2 separate regions of the Anas platyrhynchos genome follow, and region 2 is linked to region 1. Evidence: chromatin contacts called from public Hi-C data. All regions are on one chromosome and are shown on one strand. Each heading gives the region's core, a stretch centred on a gene start, on an enhancer-like site or on the middle of the called end of the contact. The rest is flanking DNA. Distances are from core to core; before and after follow the strand shown.

What was found. A called contact is a pair of places that touch in the nucleus more often than the background predicts.
Region 2: a Hi-C map of skeletal muscle shows a contact between it and region 1, with 2.3 times the contacts expected there. The contact joins the promoter of PGD here to the promoter of RBP7 in region 1. A contact is called at or near these places in 2 of 8 Hi-C or Micro-C datasets (skeletal muscle and subcutaneous adipose tissue).

The regions. Positions count from the first base shown.
Region 1 is chr22:4,367,169-4,373,808 of IASCAAS_PekinDuck_T2T, forward strand. RBP7 (retinol binding protein 7) reads left to right here and starts at 4,506. Exons shown (of 4, transcript XM_005026351.6): 1 at 4,506-4,661; 2 at 6,351-6,529. The coding sequence starts at 4,589. It overlaps LOC139999259 (a long non-coding RNA gene), which reads right to left. Exons shown (of 3, transcript XR_011804604.1): 2 at 5,455-5,576; 3 at 917-1,040. It overlaps NMNAT1 (nicotinamide nucleotide adenylyltransferase 1), which reads left to right. Exons shown (of 6, transcript XM_027443184.3): 6 at 1-485.
Region 2 is chr22:4,516,696-4,523,596 of IASCAAS_PekinDuck_T2T, forward strand. PGD (phosphogluconate dehydrogenase) reads left to right here and starts at 2,034. Exons shown (of 13, transcript XM_027443206.3): 1 at 2,034-2,170; 2 at 2,399-2,474; 3 at 2,849-3,028; 4 at 3,161-3,226; 5 at 4,421-4,539; 6 at 5,938-6,007; 7 at 6,380-6,514. The coding sequence starts at 2,163. It overlaps KIF1B (kinesin family member 1B), which reads left to right. Exons shown (of 48, transcript XM_038166749.2): 48 at 1-1,245.

The DNA.
Region 1 (6,640 bases), core at 3,256-5,755:
CGTTTACTTGCTCTCACACAGTTTGCTCCCCAAATTGGCTTGTGCTTTACTTTTCCATTCATGTTTCCTGAGCTGTAGATTCAGTTCAACAATGTTTCTCATACCTACTTCAGAAACTGGTGTATGGCCATTGATTTAACGGAAAGAAGTTAATAATAGTGTCACTGCAGATTCTCAGACAGTTGTCCCTTTATTTCAAATAATAAATGAGCCTTTACTTTTGAGCCAAATGTATGTACCTAGATATGTTTTTATGTTAGTGGAGTTGAAAAGAAATAGTAGGACACTAGGACTGTTCATAAGTGAAATGTTTTTCTTTGCTGGAAATCTGGTTTAGAATCTAAAAACATATTGTCTGTATTAAGTGAATATAAACTAAAGAGGCACTGTGAATGTCATGGTAATATAATTCTACCTCCCTTTCTTTGCTGTCATCCCATTTTTGGTTTGGATTATGTGCCTTAATAAAAATGTCAAGGTTTCCATCAAGGTTTCTGAGACACTACCTAACAGGTCAACAGCTTCTTCATACTATCTCCTCAAAACAAATCTGTTCACATTTTTTAGGATCAACAAAGCCAACAGAACATGAAGTTCTTGATGTGCAGAGCGTAGGTGGTGGTGGGCAAGACTAGAACCATGGACTTGCTTTGGGATCATAACTGTGACAACCTGTCATCCTTCTTCCCTGGCAGGTGATTCCCAAAAAATTACACAGAGGTGTGGCCTTCACTGAGAGCTTAGGGTGAATCTGGAAGCCAGAAGCCCAACACAGAACATGACGGTTGCCCTAGAATGTGCAGGGCTCATATAGAACCCAACAGGAGATTAAAGATTCTAGTGGGAGAACGTGTAACCTGCAGTGGAGCTAGGATCACACATACAAACCTGGAGTCTCATAATATTATAAAATTACCATGTACTAGGAGCTCTGTTCTGCTAGCTGTGTAAAGGTGGCCATCTGTGGTGGTTTTACGTGGGTGGGCAGCTGAGTTCCACCACAGCCACTCTCTCACTCCCCCTCTTCAAAGGCACAGCGTCTGCAGGTAATGTACAAGGAAATTTTTAGTGTAACAAAATCAAGGCACAGCTTAGAAGGTCATCTGTAACTCTACTGTGACATAGAGTAGCATCATAGATCTTATTTTTTTTTCCTGGGTGATTTCTGCATCAAATGTGCTCAGTGCCATTTTTTCCCTTAGAGCTTAGGCAAGCTTACACAGTCTCTTGATAATGAGGCTGGGTTCATGTATCATCAACAGTTACAAAGGCACTGAAGGACATATTAAGCCCCTATGTCACACCTTAGCATCAAACTGCCATTGAAGATAAACTGTATTATTGATGGTGCATGCAAAAGGATAAGATCTATGTTATTCTTTCGTCTGTTGTCTTTCTTGATGGTTGACAAGAACAGAGAGCAGGAAAATGTTATTTCCAGCATGCACGTCAACAAGTGTGCTTCTGAATAAACAGAGCAGATATTTCCAGTAGGAAAGCACCCCATTTATGTGGTCACTTTTCAGAGTAAAACTGCACTTTAGGTTTATTCTTCCAAATAATTACATTGTTATATATTGGTGCACTGTGTAATTCTAGAGAAACTGCATATTTAACAGGATGTTTATAAAGCTGTGATCTTCAGACAGTTATTTCACTGGGTTTTAATGTAGTTATATGTGATGAGTCTTCTGATAAAATAAATTGCATGCAGTATGATAATTTTAGTCATTAACCAAATCTGATGTTTGATGACTGCATAACTTTTAAGTAGTAATGATGTCAGTATGGTTTTGTCTATACAAAACAGAATATTGTTCAAAAATCGTGGTGAATATGGATCTTTTGTTTTACCAGTGGGATCCAGAAATCTCCCTATTACAACACTAGAAGTAAACATATACTGACAATCTGCTGTCCCGATCAGTTCTAAATATCAGTATCACAGTCAGTGAGGTGTCATATTCTGAAATGTTCAAGTAGTAAAACATGCAAGAGTTGACTAAGTCTAAGAGAGAATGTATATACTTGTAAGGTTTGGGAATCATGCAGTTCATTGAACTTCTTTATAGGAGTTGTAATGCATTCACAGATATTCTGCAAGAAAAAAATGAGGCTTGCTTTCTTGACATTATTGCTTTTGGTCCTACTCAATTAAGAACACATAGGGTCCTTATACCACATAAGTAATTCAGACTCAAATTATTTTACAAATACTGCAACAGCAGTAGGAACCATTTAATTTACTTCTGTAATGAGGCTACATCATCGGCAGAATGTTTTATAAGCTCAGTGCTGCACAGCAATTAAGATGGACATGGAAAAAATATCCACAAAAAAGGAAAAATAGAGGAAGATGAAATGAACCATCACAGGAGGTGGCCAGTACACTAGGGAGTTCTCACAAAGTTGCATACACAGTTCCTTGGCTTAGTCTTGAAATAGTTACCTGAGTATCCTCCATAAATCTTAGTTTGAGATTTTGAACTGTTTTACAGAAAGAAGCACCACATCCTGGGCAATCAGCACAATCTTAATTTTCAGCTAAAAAGTTAATCCAGACTTTTGGGGAGGATTTATACTAGTACTGACTTCTCTTTACTTGGAAGAGTCAATAGTATTGCAACAGTGCTCTTTTAGTATTGTAACCTTGTAATAACAAATTGTGGGTGAAATGCTACTACTGGAGTCCAGGGGAAACATTAATTTGCATTTCTCTGTACCATTCCCAGTTTAGTATAGGTTAGAGAACAATATCCAACTGCAAACAGGAAAGAAGCTTTGACGTCCTAATTTCCTACTCACATGATTCTGTGAGTCATATAGGTCAAACTGTCATCTCCAAAAATGTAGTTAAAGTTCAGTGAAACAATTTTCTCTGCAAAATATTATCCTTTTGTTCAGCCTGACCTGAATCAGTGACCAGGTAAATGTAGTAGCTGTAGGTGATTTTTTTCATTCAAGATTCAGAATACCCAATTCTTTTTTTTACTAGCAGTTAAGATTTCCCTTGTCCATCAATTTTGGGTTTTTCTTTCAATGTAGCCTTCACTGTCATGATCGTTATTGTCCCATCTGACAAATTAAAATGTAGGATTAAGCTGATGCTTAAAACATATGCACAAATTTAGAAACTGTTGTTTTCCCCATTTTACAGACAAGAAACTCCAGTACTTCAAAATTCTAGACTGCTTACTATTTCAGGGTTATAAATTCCCATTTCTTTTTAAATGTACTTTGTAAATTGTCACAATTAGGCATACGGTTTGCAAAAAGTGGCCACAGATGGAAGAACTGCAGGTGACTGGAGAATTGTATGTATTCTGTAGGAATTCAAGTCTTATTTCTAAATTCCTCACATATCATTTCCCTTTGAAGTGTTCTTCTATTCATTTTTCAAAATATATGACTGGGTCATCACTTAAGGAATTTATTTCACTGTGTTGAAGTCTAATATTGAAGCTTCCCAGCTGCACCATGTGCTATACTCTCTATATACTCTAGCACAATGCACAGCACCTAATAAAGCATCAACGGGATTAATGCTCCATATGATCTCCCCTTTACTGTATGCGTCAAGAATAAAAAGCAAGGGGAGAGCCACATCTTCTATCTACATGACTACTTTTTGAATTTCTTATTGTCATTAGCTGTTTTTAGGAGTTAAATGTGAATTGCAAGAACAGGTATTTGACTTCTTTCCTTTAGAAAAACTGATAAATATAGAGCTGTAGAACTGTGAACAGATCTCTGGCCTCTAGATCTGTTGTCTCATGCTTAGCTGTTACATAAACTTTCTGTCTGATAAAAGCACCAGGGAAACCAGAGAATTTGCTGTTCATTCTGCATGTTTCCCGTGTGCTTGGATGTCCATTTACCTAAGATATATCTAACAGAAGTACAGAACACAAATGGGTAAACTGTGGCACAGCAGAGTTGTGTTAAGAGTCACATTAGAGAATAACATATGCAAAAACAATTGGTCTCTCACTTTCCTGTTACAGCCACTAGACAACAATGCTGCCTATTATCCATTCCAGGAATAAACCAATGAGACACTCTACTTAGTTCTATTCCTGTATCATAAGTACTACTTTAAGACTTGCAGATACAGTACCATGAACAATTTACCAGTCAACCCCTGCCTGCTAAAACATCGTGAATTTGCAGTGGGTAGATCACCTTTTAAATAAATACGTAGATTTCAGATCATAAACCCCCATACCCAAAATACATGCAAGGAATCTGACTAATGACAAATTGTGTCCGTGATTCCCTTTAAAGTATACAAGACAGACAGAAGTTTAACCAGTTTTTCGTTTGTACTGTGTGACTCTTGGGTTAATAACATTTGCTCCATACAAAGATTTCAGAAACTGTGAACTTTTCCCTCCAACACAGCCGAAGCTAATCCACAAATGTCCTGTCACCTATTGGCTCAGCAACAGTACCCCTCCCCTCCATCAGAAAGGATCTCTGATGTAATTCCACCCACAGTCTTCCTCATATAAGGCCTGGTTGGAAGCCTATTTCTTTATTTTTGCTTGTTGCTCAGGGGTTCATTGCAACTTCTTTCTGCAGTCTAGAAATGCCTGTAGATTTCAGTGGAACCTGGAACCTTGTCAGCAATGACAATTTTGAAGGCTATATGGTGGCTTTAGGTAGGTGAAATACCTCATTCTATCCTTCTTCCTTCCCCCATGAGATTCCTTCTGAATTTTAAGTGTTTGAATTATTTCAAAATCTAGATATTGGTGAAGCTTTTTTGTCCAGAAAAACAATGGAGAGGTATTTGTTTGCTGATTAATTACATAGCACTAGCAATTATTTTAGCCTGTAACCCAGGCATCCTGGTAGGTTCCAGGAACTCAGCCTGGTACTTGTTAAAAGGAGAACTTCTGAATACTTTTTATGTGAGATGAGGGAGAGTTCTCTCTGTCCACTGAGTTTCTCTTGCTTTTCAGAACAAACGTATAGACCTTAGTTTAGGTCTAGTCTTAGGGTTAATTACTTAGTCTTAGGGTTAATTACTAAATAACAAACAAGTTCTTGTGTATTTGTCAATTCAAGGCAACTGTTTTGCTTAGTATCATGAATCTTTAAACAGCTCACAAGACCGCTTATTCTGTGACCTGTTGAGCAGTCCTTCTAACTATCCCTTTCCTCATGTGCTTGAAGTTAACCTCTTATCTTATTCAGATCTTTATGGAGATATTAATGGTGCTGTAATGAGAACTAAAAGTTCTTGGTACTCTATTACCTTTCATGTGCAAAGCTAATTATAGACTGACAGCAGGTAACCCTGCATATCCCCTTCCCCTCACCTACCCCTGCCACCTCTTTCTGCCTTGTAGACTTGTGTAAGCTGACTGCTAACAGTATCCCTTGCAGGTAATTGCATGTGCAAGTAGAATGCAATCTATTTTCTATCCATATATATGCTGGGTGACCTACTTTAATCATCTAGTCGATAGCTTTAGCATGTTGAAAACTCTTCTCCCTTTCTTCATCCTGCTGTTTTGTCATAGGGGGAGGAGGGTATTCCATAATGAGGATTTATTCCCAAGTCCCCAGATCTGAAATTTGAATACAAAGCAATTTTGTTATAAGCAATAGATTCACTTTTTTTTTTTTTTCCATGATAATAAATATTGTCTGCCTATATAAAGGATTTTTAAATGAAATTTAACACCTCATCTTATGTAAAACTAGAGCATGTAACTATTGTCTGCTAAATAGATGGTTTGTTCCTCTAAATAAATAAACATTCACTACAAAAAAAAATAAATAAAATAGGAATAAACCCCAAAAGCAATACTTCAAGCTCAGTATTACCAAGACCATGAGGATGATGTTCAAGACAACTGATTGTTACAGATAAATAGGCAATATTTTAAGTGTGATGTTTCCTAGTTGCACTCAAAAGGTCTTAATAGCCAGTGGCATGTCCTGAAAATGAGCCTGAGTAATTCAATTTTAGGACTGTCTTTCATTTGACTCTAAGGTGTAGAGAAAATTCTTGTTACTTTGCATAATGCCTTTCCTCTTTTAAAGGGTGAAAGAATAGGTATTAATTATTCTCTGTATCTAATAAAGAAGGGGTTCTTGAGGGGTATGTGTGGGGAAAACAAGTTTTGAAGAACATGCATTGAACTGTATAACATATAACAGTTTGGGACGGGGGGACCCAAACCAACAACACAAAAAAAACCAAAGCAACTAAAAAAATCCATCAAACCCTTGCATAGCAAGCTATTCTTAAGAAATGCTTCTAGAAGCAATAAAGGTAAATCCTGGCTGTCAGAATGGCTGGTGATGAGCACAACTTATCCTTTTTTCTCCTGTCAAAGGTATTGATTTTGCAACACGCAAGATAGCAAAAATGCTGAAGCCTCAGAAAGTGATCAAACAGGATGGGGACATGTTATCTATCCATACCACAAGCACATTCAGAGACTACATGCTCCAATTCAAAATTGGAGAAGAGTTTGAAGAAGACAATAAAGGCCTGGATAACAGGAAATGCAAGGTAAGACTGACTATATATAAAATAGTAATAATAAAAAAGTTCTTACAGAATTAAGATGCCATCATCAATCTTGCTACTTCAGCTGAAGTTATCAAGAATACTATTTCTAGT
Region 2 (6,901 bases), core at 784-3,283, 150 kb after region 1:
GTGATAGTCCTTATTACTGATTAGCAAGGTATTTCAAAGCAAAGACTTTACCTTTTGCTGCTTGTTACCTAATTTACAGGGATTTAATTTTATGTAATGTATTGTATATTTATACATCTGTAATTAATTGCACCTTAGATAAGAAAGAGGATTAGCTTTGGAATAACACCCATTGGTACTCTCCCATCAACTAATACTGCCTCTGCATCTTTCTGGTACACTTACACAGCCTCAGTTTGTGTTAGTTTATACTGTGGTGGTGTTTTTGTTGAACATGCAGTTGTTAACCTGCTGCTCGAAGGAAGGATACTAATGCTGCTCTGGAACGGTTTGCTGAATGTACTTCAGAATGGGTCTCTGACGTGCGCGTTGCATCTCTCCATTGTGGTTAATAACCCCAATCTGTGGTCTGAACTATACTGTATGTAGCAGGAATGTATTAATTTTGTGCTTCCTTGTTTAAAAACATCAGGTGTTCAAGAACAGGACTGAGATTTTTTTGTTCAGAAGGCCATTTATGCGCTCTAAGTATTTGAAATCTAAACTAGTCCAACACTAACCAGATGGTCGTGTCCAATGTCAATTGGAACAGTTTTTAAATTAACAGGAGCAGACGTGTATTCAGAAAACTGAGGGTGTGGAGGTCAAAACTCTTGAATTCTTAATGTTGCCAAGTTGTGGCCCGATCCTGAGCAGTACTGAGCTACCTTTTGCTCACACTGAATCCAAGGAGTAGAAGCAGAGGGAGTCTTGGATGATCAGCACTTCCCAGGATCAGTTCTTAATTTTCCACTCTGCTTGTTCATACTTCACGTGCAGTTGATTAATGTTCTTGACTTTGGACATTAGACATGCTGTTGCACTGAAACACATCCTTTTTCTTCTTGCAGTTCCCATGTCCCTGTTTAACCTCTCTGTACACAAGGTATACAAGGTATACACTGTATAAGTGGCCTTCTTGAACAAATGTCTTTGCAAACTGATTTCATCCCAGCGAAGGAGTGCATCAGCAACACTGTACATTAATTTCAGATTTTCATTTTCATATTTTATTTTGTAAATATCTGATGTTTGGAGCTTGAGTATACAAAATGTAAATATAGTTCATGTATTTGTACTAATTCTGATCCATTTGCTGTATAGCCTTAGGTGTGCAATGCAGATATTATCTAACTGTGTATGGTAACCTTGCACCACTGAACTGTTAGTGAACGAGGTGAAACAATAAAGGTACAACCAAGTGCATTAGCAGGTATAACGTGTGCTCCTTTTGTTAGGATTTCATTACTAGTTTCTTCTATCGTTTTAAAAATCTGTCCTGAGCAAGTTTATGCTCTTGTGGAAAGAAATTTGACCCCGTTCTTCAGGAGGGTGAGAGACTGTCCCTATCCTTAGTCGTCCTCTTCCCTTTGGTATGTTCCACAGCATTTCTAAGTAGCTTTTAGATGCTTTCAAAAACGTTTTTTGATTAACAGATAAAATAAGGTGGTACTCGTGGTAGTAGTGCTGCCAATGCTGAACTTTATCTGGGGGTGACTGCTAAGAATGACAGGAAATTTGTGAAATCAAACGGCCCTTGTGAGGTCCCAGCTCTGGGGACAGTCACAATACGCGAGGTCACATACGGACAGTCACATTCTTCCACTCAGTGCCCCCTCCTCAGGGTTGCTGTCCTGGGCAGTCCTTTCTGGGAGCTCCCCCTGTGTTTATAACACAGTTTTGCTGTGGTGCTGCTGCTCCTGCTGTGGCACCCCCAGGGCTGGGACCCCTCCCGGCCAGTGTTTGAGGTGCTGGCTGCGGCTGGGGCCGATTTCCCAACAGCAGTTAGCTAATTACTGCTTGGTTAGCTAATTACTGCTCCTTAATGAGAGGAGAAAAAGATCACAGCCCCCAGCCTCCCCCACGCCCCTGGGGTCAACCTCATTCCCCCCCCATTTTAGGAACCCCCCCAGCCCTGCTGCCCCTTTAACGGGGGCCTGGCCCTTTAAGGGGCGGGGCTTCTCCCTCCCTCCCCAGCCCTCAGCCCATGGGCAGTGGGGCGGGGCCTGGCGGCGGGACCCAATGGGCGCGCTCTGCCCTCGCCCCGCCCCCTCGGTGCCGCTGAGAGAGCGGGGCGGGAGGGGGGAGCCGCGCACCGAGCCCCGAGCGCTGCCGCCGCCGCCATGGCCGAGTGAGGGCGGGGGGGGGCACCGGGGACCGGGGGGGGTCCTGAGGGGGCCGTGAGGGGCCGGGGGGGTCCTGAGGGGGCCGGGGGGGCCCTGAGGGGCTGAGGGGGTCGTGAGGGGGCTGTGGGGGCAGGGGGACCCGGGCTGGGCGCTGGCAGGGTCGGGGTGCGGGTGCTGCCTGTGGGCGCTGCCGGCGGCGGCTCCCTGACGCGTTCTCCTCTTCCTCTCCACAGAGCCGACATCGCCCTGATCGGCCTGGCCGTGATGGGCCAGAACCTGATCCTCAACATGAACGACCACGGCTTCGTGGTGAGCTGAAGGCAGCCCGGCCGCGCAGCCCCTATGTCCCCCTGTGGTAGCCCGCTGGGTGCTGGGTTTTCCTTTTCCTTGTCGCCCCGGCTGTGCTTTGACCCGTTTCCAGCAAAAATCAGCCCGTGGTGCATGGCTTACCCCTCAGCACGGCTTTTTGCTGAGGCGTGCTCCAGGCTTGTCCCTTAGCAATGGGTTCCTGAGGTGCTTGCAGGGACTTGCTGCGTGTTAGAGGCTCGGTGCCTTCAGGTGGAAACAGAGCACACACCACCAGGCCTCACTTATACAATTTGTAGCCTGAGCTAATGTAACTGTTCAGCTGGCAGCTTTTGTTAATGCACTTTTATTAAGGTGTTATTAACGTGTTCCTCCAGGTCTGCGCTTTTAACAGGACGGTTTCCAAAGTGGATGACTTTCTGGCGAACGAGGCCAAAGGAACCAAAGTGATCGGCGCTCACAGCCTGGAGGAGATGGTCTCGAAGCTGAAGAAGCCCCGGCGCATCATCTTGCTGGTGAAGGCTGGAAGCGCGGTGGACGATTTCATCAATAAACTGGTGAGACAAATGTTCTAACTGCGACTTCCCTCTGGCTCTTTGAAAAGCTTCCTCTGGAAGATTTCAATTAGTTGTCAGTAATAAATTTTTAAGCTTAGACCAAAAAAAATAACGCTGATTTATTTTTGGCAGGTGCCATTGCTGGAGACTGGAGACATCATAATTGATGGTGGGAATTCTGAGTACAGAGATACCACGGTAAGCCTGCTTTCTGCCCAAAGTGGGTGAATAAAATACACTTCCCATGATTCTTTCTCCTCTGATCATGAGAACGGTTGGTCATTTCCCCGTAGGAAAGGCCAAGTTGAGTTCTCTGCAGAACTAGATCATGCAGTGTATTAAAAATCAGTTGTTGCGGTAGATAAGGACTGTTCTGCAAGTATATTTCTTATTTTAAGTTTCCTAAATTATCAAAGGATATTTTTACTGACATCTTCTAAAGAGAGAAGTCTCTTAGAAAATGTCCTGTTACAGTCTTAAGGAATAATTGAAAATCTAAGGATATTTATTGAATTGGTCTTGTGTGCTAGGAGCTGACAACATCCTGAAATACAGGTTCTGAAGTAGTACGAACAGTATTGCATTTGTTATTGTTATTTGTATTGTTATTGCTCTCTTCTGCATGACTGTGGGAAGATCCAATAAGAAAGAACTGCTGGTTTGGCTGTCTTGGTAATGAAAGCAGCAATGGTCTGGTTGTTGAATGCTCCTTTTTTTTTTTTTTTTTTTTTTTTTTTTAAAGGCCTACATATGAGCAGGCTGTAACTGTTGAAGTTACGTTAGCCTATCTGGGATGATTACATGAAAGTGTTGCACAGAAATTGGTGCTTCTGAATCTTAGAGGGGATACTGGTATTAGCCCTTCTGCTTTTGCGTTCCTGTTTTTCGATAAGTGGCTTGGCCAAGCCAGAGTTAAAAACAGGTATTAAATGAGGTTTAATACTTGGCAAGCTTGCAGCTCCACTTACAGATCTCAGCCTGTGTTTCTCTCCCACTCAAGAGGAATTAGCTTCCTATGTAGTTGTCCAGAATTGCACCTTTGCTGCATAATGAACTCAGCAACTTGGGCCTAATCTGCCTCCTCCACATCTTTGCACACAGCATGTATCACCTGGCACTATTGTGAGCCTTTTCCAGCCTCAGTACGGTGCTCTTTTCTCTGGTGGTTACAAGGAATTTGTTCTTTTGGCACGTCTCTTTTGCAAGGATCCATGTCAAAGCAATAGGAAGTTTCCTAACGTTCACTTTGGCGTACAAGCTTTCTCTGAAGTTGTCTGCTGGCATGTTCAAAGCAGAGTTGAAAACTTAATTTAGGTCTGATTTGCTAACCTTTGTTTCTAACACTCTGGCATTACAATAAATTAACTAATGTTGCTCCTCTTTTTGTTCCAGAGACGTTGTAAGGAGCTGATGAAAAAGGGCATCTTATTTGTTGGGAGCGGTGTGAGTGGTGGAGAGGAGGGTGCCCGATATGGCCCTTCACTCATGCCAGGAGGAGCCAAAGAAGCCTGGTAAGCATTTGCTTGTATATTCTTCAGACTGCTCTGCAATAATCGTCTTCTGTTCATGCTAAAAGCTGAGGGAGGAAAGGAGGAGGGACATGGGTGTGGAGAGAACAAGATATGTTGCCATCTTACTTCCTCAAGGCTCAAGATTTCTCAACATATCTGGGGTCATCCGCCAGTGCTGATTTTCATAGCAGGAAAAACTAGGTCAGGTTTGTCTTTCAGGGAATCACAGGCGAAAGTAATACCTACAGAAATCTAGAGGTAGAAATGTATGGAAAAGGAGAAAGTACTTTTTTTTATTAGTTTAGGCAAAATCCTTATTTCTTTATTATGATTTTTCCTTTTGGGCCCTGTGCACTAGGAAAGCTGTTAGCCATAAAATGGGCAGCAGTATACGTCACTGTATTGACATGAATTATTAAGGGAGGCTTCACTACATGTTTATTGTATTTTTTTTTTTTTTTTTTTTTTTAATTTCTGCCTTGCTACCCTAGTTTTTTGTACCCAAGTTAACATAAGAGTGATGTTCATATTTGACTTTATCCCTGATTGCCCATTCTCTCTGTAAAGGTAGGAATAAAAGGTGTTTTCCAGACTTTACCAGTGCTTTAGAATCTCAAGTCCCTGCCCTTTTCCTTTAGCATTTCACACCAGTAACAGCCTGTTCAAATTTGACAGCACAAAGCCAGTGACAACGTAACAGTTATCTCTGCTGCCTGGTCTTCTTTTTGCTATAAAAAGCTCTATGAAGACAGCTTCTATTTGCAACCCTTTCCTGAACTTTGTCCCCTCTATTTCATTGCACCTGCAACCCATGTGCCACCCATGCTCCTTTCCCAGTGGTCACTTTTTAGCTTGCTTCAGACCTGGTGTTCTGTAATGCGCTCTTGGAAATTTACCATGCAATGGGGAGCCTGATAGTCACAGAAGCTCCTAGTTACTGACATAATGCAAGTTACTGTATCCTGACTCACATTCATGGAGTTTATTCCCTCCTTCCTCTCCTCCTCCAGATCACCCTGGATTTTTCTTGTAGCTATTGAGCAGAATTTGGCTTTGCTTCAGCTCTGCCACTGATCCTCTCCAAATATGAGCCTGTATCATAACCTGCCTTGGTTTCCCCATCTGTAAAATGGAGAAAGTGATATTTGGACTCTTTTAGGTACACTAAGCTTGTCTGCACAATGCTTTACGTGTATGACATGGGCTGTCCCCGTTTCTTGCAGTGTCTAATTCTGGGAAAAGCATACTTTTTTTTGACATTGCTGTGTGTTGCGTGTGTCAGCCTGTCAGCATGCCCTTGCCCCATCCTTCCAGAAGGATGCATCATACTGATGGATTTTCTTTTGTGGTGTTTGTGTCCTCTGCTTACCTGTTGAGCCATATTATTTCTCCCCACAGGCCCCATATCAAGACCATATTCCAAAGCATTGCTGCTAAAGTGGGATCTGGGGAACCTTGTTGTGACTGGGTAAATATTTATTTGATACTGACCTTACCTTGTGTAGGCAGCTTGGTTGCTGAAACTAATGTATAAAATGCTAATAAAGTAGCCACTTTGGTATGTTGATTTTTCTGGCTGACTGCATTTAATTCAGATTTACTCTGAACTGAACTCTGATAACTTATCCAATACAGTGGAAGAAAAAAGTTTTATGGCTGGGTCATGAGGCAGGGAAGCAAAGTGAATCAGTGATTAGACTCAAAGCGTTTTCAGTCAGTACCTGGCTGATAAAGCTTTCTTAGGCAGAAGAAATCCATAGGTAGGTAATAAACTGTGGACATGGTGACGGCAGTGTTGCTGATGACATTTTTAATTTCTTTTTTTAATGTTTCCTGACAGGTAGGAGATGAGGGTGCTGGACACTTTGTGAAGATGGTGCACAATGGGATTGAGTATGGAGACATGCAGCTGATCTGTGAGGCCTACCACCTGATGAAAGATGTGGTGGGCATGGAGCATGATGAGATGTCAAAGGTGATTTGTAGTTTTGAGTGTCTTCCCTTGAGGCTTGGTATCCCCTGTTGATTAGGGCAACTTAAAGCTGCTGTAAGTAAGTGAAATTAATATTTCTGACATGCTTTGTGCCAAGGACAGGTGAGCTTCAAATGAGGTAGCGAGCAGCAAGCACTTAACACCTCAATGTTTATAGAAATTATCTGAACTCTCCCGATCTGCAGCAGACTTGTCTCCAGAAAGCAACTTCAAGCCAGAAAGAAAGCTAGTAAAAGATTGAGCCTTATAATCAACCAGGCAAATCTTGCCTGAAGCAAGTTGATAAGTGTGTTGTATCTTGAAAGGCCAGTTCTGCTTTCAGCCCTAAGTGCCTGTGGTGATAGCTAACAGTACCAGCTCTGCTTCTGC